Linked DNA regions of Mus musculus: all the other regions are linked to region 1. Evidence: chromatin contacts called from public HiCAR-type and promoter capture Hi-C data. All regions are on one chromosome and are shown on one strand. The core of a region is the stretch at or near the end of the contact, and the rest is flanking DNA. Distances in the headings are between cores, read along the strand shown. Region 1 holds the start of 4930517E11Rik (RIKEN cDNA 4930517E11 gene). Region 2 holds the start of Ctxn2 (cortexin 2). Region 3 holds the start of Bloc1s6os (biogenesis of lysosomal organelles complex-1, subunit 6, pallidin, opposite strand).

Evidence for each region. Promoter capture Hi-C pulls out the DNA fragments that hold promoters and counts their contacts. HiCAR-type assays count read pairs that join an accessible place to other places.
Region 2: a promoter capture Hi-C map of pre-B cells shows a contact between it and region 1, with 3 times the contacts expected there. The contact joins the promoter of Ctxn2 here to the promoter of 4930517E11Rik in region 1. A contact is called at or near these places in 8 of 39 promoter capture datasets (the C10 cell line, cranial neural crest, frontonasal cranial neural crest and 5 more) and 9 of 115 datasets of contacts at active chromatin or transcription factors (astrocytes, craniofacial prominence, embryonic forebrain and 6 more).
Region 3: a contact with region 1 is called in a HiCAR-type map of astrocytes, with 4 times the contacts expected there. The contact joins the promoter of Bloc1s6os here to the promoter of 4930517E11Rik in region 1.

What each region holds. Positions count from the first base shown.
Region 1 is chr2:124,128,605-124,131,304 of GRCm38.p6, forward strand. 4930517E11Rik (RIKEN cDNA 4930517E11 gene) reads right to left here and starts at 1,352. Exons shown (of 3, transcript NR_040611.1): 1 at 1,328-1,352. It also overlaps a transcript of Sema6d not described here.
Region 2 is chr2:125,135,243-125,137,942 of GRCm38.p6, forward strand. It overlaps Ctxn2 (cortexin 2), which reads left to right and starts at 1,450. Exons shown (of 2, transcript NM_001162934.1): 1 at 1,450-2,038.
Region 3 is chr2:122,737,072-122,739,771 of GRCm38.p6, forward strand. It overlaps Bloc1s6os (biogenesis of lysosomal organelles complex-1, subunit 6, pallidin, opposite strand), which reads right to left and starts at 1,291. Exons shown (of 2, transcript NR_156706.1): 1 at 1,011-1,291. Bloc1s6 (biogenesis of lysosomal organelles complex-1, subunit 6, pallidin) reads left to right here and starts at 1,434. Exons shown (of 5, transcript NM_019788.3): 1 at 1,434-1,633. The coding sequence starts at 1,552.

The DNA.
Region 1 (2,700 bases), core at 102-2,601:
TAAACTATAAAGAGGAAAAAAAAAACAGAATGAAATTGGGTGATTGTGATTGCTTTTAGAATGGATCCCAGATTCTAATTAGGAATGTGGTTTTTGGAAAGGAATATCAAGGCCTATTTCTTGAATGTACTGGGAGCTGGATGTGTCAATGCCCATCTGTAACCCCAGGATTCTGACATTTTTTTAAAATCAGATTGAGTGTGTGTTTGTGGGGGAGTTATAGATGCCCTTAAATCCAGAGGGCACTAGATTACCTAGATTAGGAGTTACAGGTGGCTGTGAGCAGACCAGGGTGGGTTTCAGAAACCAAACTCCAGACCTCTGAAAGAGCAGCAAGTTCTCTTAAGCCCTAAGCCATCTCTCCAGGCAACAATTCCAGCATTTAGAAAGCAGAGGAAGGAAGATCAGGAGTACAAGGTTATCTGTGGCTACATAGCAAGTTTGAGGTAAGGCTGGGTTAACTGAAACCCTGTCAGAAAACCACAGTCTAAGACTGTGTTTGAGACTATGCAAGTTCAAAGCAAGGGACATGACACCTTGCCTGGTTCTGTGTGCTGTAGTGGAGCATTGCCTTACAGTGATGAACAAGCCCATGCTGACCCATTGGAAAATGAGACACTCTGTGGATCAGTGCCAAGCCAGATCATTTGTCCTAGGCAAGGTCCTAGACAAATGGAAACACAACCAAGATCACTAAAGCTGATGTACAGAAGACCTCAAGCCAACCACAAATCCATCAAGAAGTACAGCCGAGATGAGAGTATTTTGGATCTACACAATCATGAGTTGCATAAATGGATGGTTATTTTCAGCCATTACTTTTTAAGGCAATTTGTTATTCAGCAGTAGCTAATTGATACAGTGAGGTATCGAATAGAATTCTATAGAACCCTGTGGTAGTGCATGATACTAAAATAAATGTGGGTAGCACGAGGCACCAAGTTCTGTTCTTGAAAACTGAAAGCAGTGTTTGATAGGAAAGTGCCCGTGAATGGAGCTAAAATGTCAACGTTGAACATTTCAATTTGTGTAGGGCTAAGGCTGAAAAGAATAATAACAGATCAGGCACAATACATTAGTAGAGCAATAGCCACCATCTACCTACATATAATAAGAAAAGACTATTCAAAAATCTACTCTTTGTTTGCATTTGGTCTTTTTTTAGACCATTTAAACCCATGCCTTGCTATGTAGTCCAGTCTTGCATTTCTCTGTTCCCTCTGACTCGTTATTCTCCTCTCTCAGCCTCCAGAGTGCAGGAGTTAACAGGCATCTACCACCATGACCAGCAAACAAATTCATTCTAAAGTTTCATATATTTTGTTACCTGCATTCTTGCATGTGGACACACCATGGAGATAGAACTTAGGCCCCTGGAAGCTCTACCCTCCAATAGAATCTTATTGAATGGGCAGGAATCTTATGGTGATGGACAGCCTCTTACAGCTGTGAAGAAAGTGGTGTCTTATGGAGACACTTTCAGAGTCACATGCACTGATCTAAGCAATGGTGGCTCTGCTACAGATATGTAGCCAGCCATTTGTGTATAAAGGAAAAATATCTATATATAAGATGCAGGATTACAAGGGTGTTCATCTGCCTGGGAGACTCCCAGATTAACCTAGTGGTTGCTCAGTGTATTGCAGTCTTTTTGCTACAGCACGAAAGACATGTGACAAGGTGAATAGATGTTTCTGTGATACAAATCACTGTGGGTCTGGGTAGATGGCTAACTTGGCAGTGTTTGCCTTGCCAGCCCGAGGACCTTAGTTCAATCGCAAGGATTATGTAAAAGTTCAGTGCACTGGTGCAGGTTTGCACTCTTACCACCAAGGAAATAAGACGAACAGGCAAGAGGATCTCTGGGGCTCAGTGGCCAGCCAGTCTAACCTAATTAGTGATGTCTAGCTCAATGAGACCGTGCCTGTAGGACAGGCAATTACTCCTTCCCCGGTGCTTGTGACTGGTGGCAGCTTCACTGGCTGTTTCCTGTCCAGGTTCATCTCTGAGGATAATAAACAGTTGTCATGGCTGTTTGTGAAGGTTTAATGAGATAATGGCCCTTAGTTTAACACCAACAAGCTTTGACAAATGATGATCTTATTTCTCTTTTCTTGATTTAGTCTGGATCAGCTCCTGGTTGGAGTAAGTACTATGTAAAAAGAAATCAAAGATTGAAGGACACCATTAACTTGCTGGCTTCTTACGTGCAGTCCAGCACTTCCTTTTTGAGGGCTCTGGCACGTATGAGATTATCAGGTGAAGTGATTCTCACACTGAAAAGCTGAGAGTAGGGACCACAGGGAGTGGGGTGCAGACAGGTGGTGTTCTCCTGAGGAAATTTAGGGAAGGGGTAAAACCAAGATGAAAGGGAGGAAGGAGATTTGGCAAGTCCTACTTGCTTGAGTTTCCTGGCCAGCAGCCATTCCTCTAGGGTGCCCAGATGGGCCCTTCAACAGAAGGGACAAACCACGTGCTTCACTATTTGACCCAATGATGACTAAACAGCTCTTTGAATCCATCATAGCTCTTAGAAAAATTCCCTTGCATATGGCAGGCTCACAGTAAGTGTTTAATGAATGATTTATTCAATTAAACAGGAAGGGCCCTGAGAGATCGTGTAATCCCAAACTGTTGCTTTACAGCTGGGAAACCAAAGCCTCAGCACTGTGTCACTGGAGAACATTTCCAAAAGAGTAG
Region 2 (2,700 bases), core at 200-2,699, 1.0 Mb after region 1:
TGATCCCCTCCCCATACCATGTTAGAATGCTGACTGGCTTGATCTTGTGCAGGTCTTATGCGGTAGTGTGAGTTCATGGGTAAAGCAGGCTTTATGAGTGAAGTAGACTTGTTCAGAAAACACCGGTTCACTCTTGTCTACCCTCTGGTTCTCATCATCTTTCCTCTTCCTCTCCCTCAATAGTCTTTGGGATTTGAAGGAAATGATGTAGATATTCCATTTGTGGCTGACACTCTGTGCAACATCTTTGTAAGACTGTTTCATTTCCTAAGTGATAATACTCTAGATAGTCATAAAATTTGTCAAATATCGTCACGCCCAAGTTCTCCACTAAATAACAACAGCAGCAATGATAATGTACAAATTCTGTATCTGCATTTTCTCAAATATTAACGACTGAAGAGTTCATAAGATGAGCAATTAAGTTCGTAGGGAATCTACAGGTGCGTGCCAAGGATAGGTTCTGGGAATCGTGACAAAACATGATGGCTGTTAATAATACTAAAGGTGAGTGTGGAGGAACCTCTCGAGGAGAGGTGAGAGGGCCGGTGGCTGTGTTGCTTTAACGTGTTCTGCTTTGCTTCCAGTGAGGTCTGTTTACAATGTGAATATTCAACCACGTTTTAGAAAACCTGCACCGCATCTACCTAATGGTTTTGTCACAATGGTAGTTCAGTATCTTCTTGCAGGAAAGAGGTCAGCTTCAGCGTTTCAGCACTGCGGACAGCTCCAGGGCGTCTGCGGGAAGGGGTGGGGTGGAGTAAAGGGGGCGTGGGTAGTGGAAATGAACACCAAAAGACTAAGTGACGCATCAGTATTCGGTTAAACCAGTGCACTTTTCACACCGTTTTTTTCCTTTGTCTGATCAAAGGAAACATAAAAATCTAGTGCCTTCTAACAACCCGGGACTGCTGTTTCCACTCACAGCGAAATGCCTTCGGCACAGCTGGGGACATAACAGAGACAAGGATTTTCGCAATGAATTAATTAAATCCTCACTACCCCAAGATGCACAAATAGTGACGAACCCCGATTGCTAAGCTTCAGGATGCGATGTGAGTGAAAACGAGCCCTGGTCTCTGCTTTTTCTGACGGACCTGAAAACCAGACCCTGTTGCTGCTGTTAGTCCCTTCCCTATCTCACGTCCCACCTCGTTGCTTTCACATCTACATACTCGCAAATATTTACACATTGTCACATCGGAGAAAGGCACACATGCACACACATTTTCCTGCAAACACTCGCGCACGGGTCCTTCCGCGGCTGCCCGTGTCCTGTCTCTCACCCAGACACAGACATTATTTACACACGTAGGCCAGGAAAGCGCTACCCACGGTCCTGTGACTCCACGCAGGTCCTCAGAACACGCCGTTTACACGAACCGAGATCGGCGAGCACAGACAAACCTGCCAACAAGTCTACTGGCTGGAATTCATCTCCATGGCAACAAACATGGAAGGTGAGCCCATCCATCCCTGCTGCCTGCGAAGTAACTTTCTCCCCCTTCCTCAGCATTCACCAACAGGGTTCCAGCGCCAGTCCCCAGGAGAAGGTGTCCTTTTTCTCTTGGATTTTAGAAACAGGAGAGCCGAGTGGGGGGCAGGGAGAGCTTGTAGGTTTGGTGAGCTCAAATTCTAAAAAGAAACGAATGCCTCTGCAGCTGCTGATGCTGTCAAGAAAGAAAAAAGAAAGAAAGAAAACGTGTTGTGTGTATACAGATTGCTGATGTTTCTCCCATAGTGTCTTGTAGGAAGTTTCCATGCTTCCTGCAGTTTAATATGTAGAAGGCAACTGGCGACAACGCAAGGTAGAACACTAGCAATGGTCTAGGCTTCTTTAGTGAGACATGTTGAGAATTTTCAGATCGACCAGTGCTTTGGAAGGAATGGGTGTCTGAGGAGCCAGCCAGTTGTTCTCTTAAGGAAAATCTCTCAAGGTTGACGTCTCCAGAGCTTTGGGGTAGATTCTTGAAGATCCGAGGTTTTGGAACTCTAGGAAACCAAAATGCATGCACTTCAGCATGATGAAGACATCTGGGTTTGTAATTTAAGGTTTTCTTTTGATTCCAACACATCCATTCCTAAATGATAGCTGTGTACAGATGTGGCCTCAGTAGTGCTTTCTGCTATTGCTTATTTAAACAGGATTTAGCAACCTTTATATTTGATGAAGGGTCTGTTGTTTTTGTACAGAAGAGCTTGTGATTTTTTTTTAAGCTTGAGTTTGCATGTCTTGTTTCATAAAATTACAAGTATCCTCTCATTAGAGTGCAATCATCTTGCACTCCAAGTATAACTATTTCAGATTTAATGTTTATGATGTTATTGCTAGATAAATAAACAAGAAGGAAAACCTGTTGATTAAAATAAAGACATGGGAGGTTCTTAGGAGGTGCCTACACTTTACCATTAGCTTCTGCAACTGCATGCTAATCTGTGGCAATTAAATAACCGTTTTTTGAAAAATGAATTTGATAGCTCCTAATCAGTAAATAATTCACAGTAAAAAATTTACCTACCACATTTACTCATGAACACGAAAGGTTACATAGCAGGTATAAAAATACTCTCTTTAGTCAGTTACTGGCAATAATATGATGTAAACAACTGAGCACAGAGGACGTTGTTGTTGTTGTTGTCAGTTATTTGTTGCTAACTACAAAGTGACTCCATGACATAGGGCCCTTTGATATCTACAGG
Region 3 (2,700 bases), core at 41-2,540, 1.4 Mb before region 1:
AATTCAAAAGAAGAAAACATAAAATAATGAATGCAAGGAGGAGCTCAGTGCTAAATGGCAGGAGGATGTTTGTTGTTGTGAAATGTCTTCACTGTGACTGCTGAATGAAAGGGAGGAAATAATGAGATAATGAATGGTGTCCACAGTAAAGGTGTGTTTGAGTGTGCTGGCTCGTGTCTGCTGGAGGACCAAGAATTCAAGGCCATCCCTAATTACATATTGAGTCTAAGGCCAGATTAGGCTACAGGACACCTCACCTTGTGAAACAAAACAATAAAAAAGATATTATCCTAGAGCACTTAAAAGATGAATAGGCCTTTGAAAAAGATACTCTAGTTTGAAACAGGAACAAGCACAATGGACAGCGTACAATGCCCAGATTGCACAAGATGTTTGAAGAGTAATAAATTGTTTTCCTATTTGTATGACAACACTAATTATTACACATTCTATAGTTCAGCAACCTCACAGGGTTGAGTTCCATTACAAAAGCTTTAGGGGAGGAATTGGTTACCAATTTTTCTGGAGGTCACCCACCATCCAGAATAATGACTCCCTTCCTCTGTCTTCAAACCCATCAGTGTTTGTTTAATCATCCTTTGTAATCAAATCTTTTTTCAGACAGCCCCACCCCATCAGTTTTACAGACTGTTACCTTGGGTCCTTGGAGTACCCTTCCTATTTTAAGGTTATGTTAACTAGTAGCTTTTATTCGTTGCCATGCCCTCTAATATATTTAGAAGTCTCAAGGATTAGTCTGTGGACATTCTACCGTGGAGAGTTGAGAAGTTACCCTTGAAAAGTGGCTAAAGTGAAACTGAACATAAGATGGTGACAATAGGGAGCCAGTGCATTCCAGGGGCATGGCATTATTTGTTTATTTATATTAGTTTTTTTTTTTTTTTTTGAGATAGCTTTGGCTACAATATGGAAAACTGAACAGGTAACCTGAGGAGCAACTAGAGATGCTACTAGAGGTCAGAGTTTACAAAAGGGTCGAGAATCCTTACATTTGCTGTGGAGCTGAGTCTGTCCAAGTCTACATACTTTCCTTTAGAACTCATGATATCATCTTACAGGAGCCCAGCATGTGCTTTTGGTAATTTGACTTAATTTGTCCAAATGATGCTCCAAGAAAGCCTTTACGTCATTTCCAAGCACTGGAAGAGATCCTCAGCAACGCTCAAGCTCAGAGTTCGTATTGACTCACTTAGCGGCCCGAGTTATAAACTGGACACAACACTGGGGACATTCACACGGTTATGGCGACATCCGGTCCTCTAACCTCTCTTCCGGGTTCCGCCGGCCACCCTCTGTGAAACCGAACCCGCACGCGCACGGCTGCGCCTAGGGCGCTGACACGGGGGGGGCGGGGGGGGGCGGGCGTTCCGGACTTGCAGTAACGTTCTGCGTCGGAAAGCGAGGTTTTCCGCTTTCGTCACTTCCGTGTGCCTCGGCGGCTTTCGTCCGGATGGACTCTGGAACGCGTTAGGTTTCTTTGCCTGTGACTTCTCCACAGCACTCGCCTCACGCAGCGCCCAGTGCGGGGATATGAGTGTTCCTGAGCCACCGCCTCCAGACGGGGTCCTTACGGGGCCTTCCGACAGCCTGGAGGCCGGCGAGCCCACGCCGGGTACGGCTGTTTTGCGGGGCGACTGCCCACAGGGGCCGGGTTCGAGTGGGTGGGACTCCAGCGCAGGCGACCCTCCTGCCTAGAGCATCCTGGCCAGGCAACCCTGGTCCCGCGAGGAAACGCACTGTTGGGTGCGGTTTGTGTTAAAGGTTTGCGTTTGTGTTGCTTTTCAACTGTTTGTCACAGGGTTAGTGGTTGGCGATCAGTCTGCCAGAGAGAAGGTAGATTTTTAGGAAACTGTACAATAGTGTCTACTCATGAAATACTCTGACCTCCTAGGTGACATTACTTCATCCGAGACTCCAGCAGCCGTCCGCACATTTCCAGAAGAAATTTAAGCATTGATGCCCGAAGGCGTCCGTTGGACGAAGCAGTTAATTTGCTATATAGGCAGATGGGCACTGTTTATACCATCGTTTTTGTGAGATTGAAAACACCACTCAAATCATTTTCTGTGAGCATTGGTTCATATGAGAGAAGCTAGATGGAGCTTCTAAAAATAATCTCTGCGTTTCAGAAATAGGAAGCTACAAATAACCCAGCATTTCCTGGCAGTGCTTTTCTTTAATGACATATCCCTTTCATGACTTGTTCAGTCACATTAGTAATACTCTGTAGTACCTACTTGGAACCTGGGCCTCTCTCTTTCTCCCTTCCCCTCCCTTCTCCCCCTCTTTCTCTCTTTCTGCACATAACGAATGGGTGGTATGCATATAAATAAAAGCAGATGTCAGAGAGTAGGGCAGAGATAGGGATAGGTGCTAGCTGCAGGTTCAACTCAGGACTTATTTCATGTTAAACAAGTGCTCTACTACAGAGCTAGATCCCTAGCCTCAGCTGTCTGATCTTCTTGATAATGGTGTGAGCTTACTCTCCCATGAAACTGAATTTGCACTCTTGGATTCAGTTCCCTCTGTTTCATGTAGAGGATTCCGCAGGGCATTAGCATCTATCTCCCCTCAGCAGTGTAAAGCTACCACCGCTAGTCTCTCATTCTCACAGCATGGTGTGTCCATTGTTGTAACTTTACTGCCCCAACACAAGCTCCAGGCATGAATCCTTAGAAT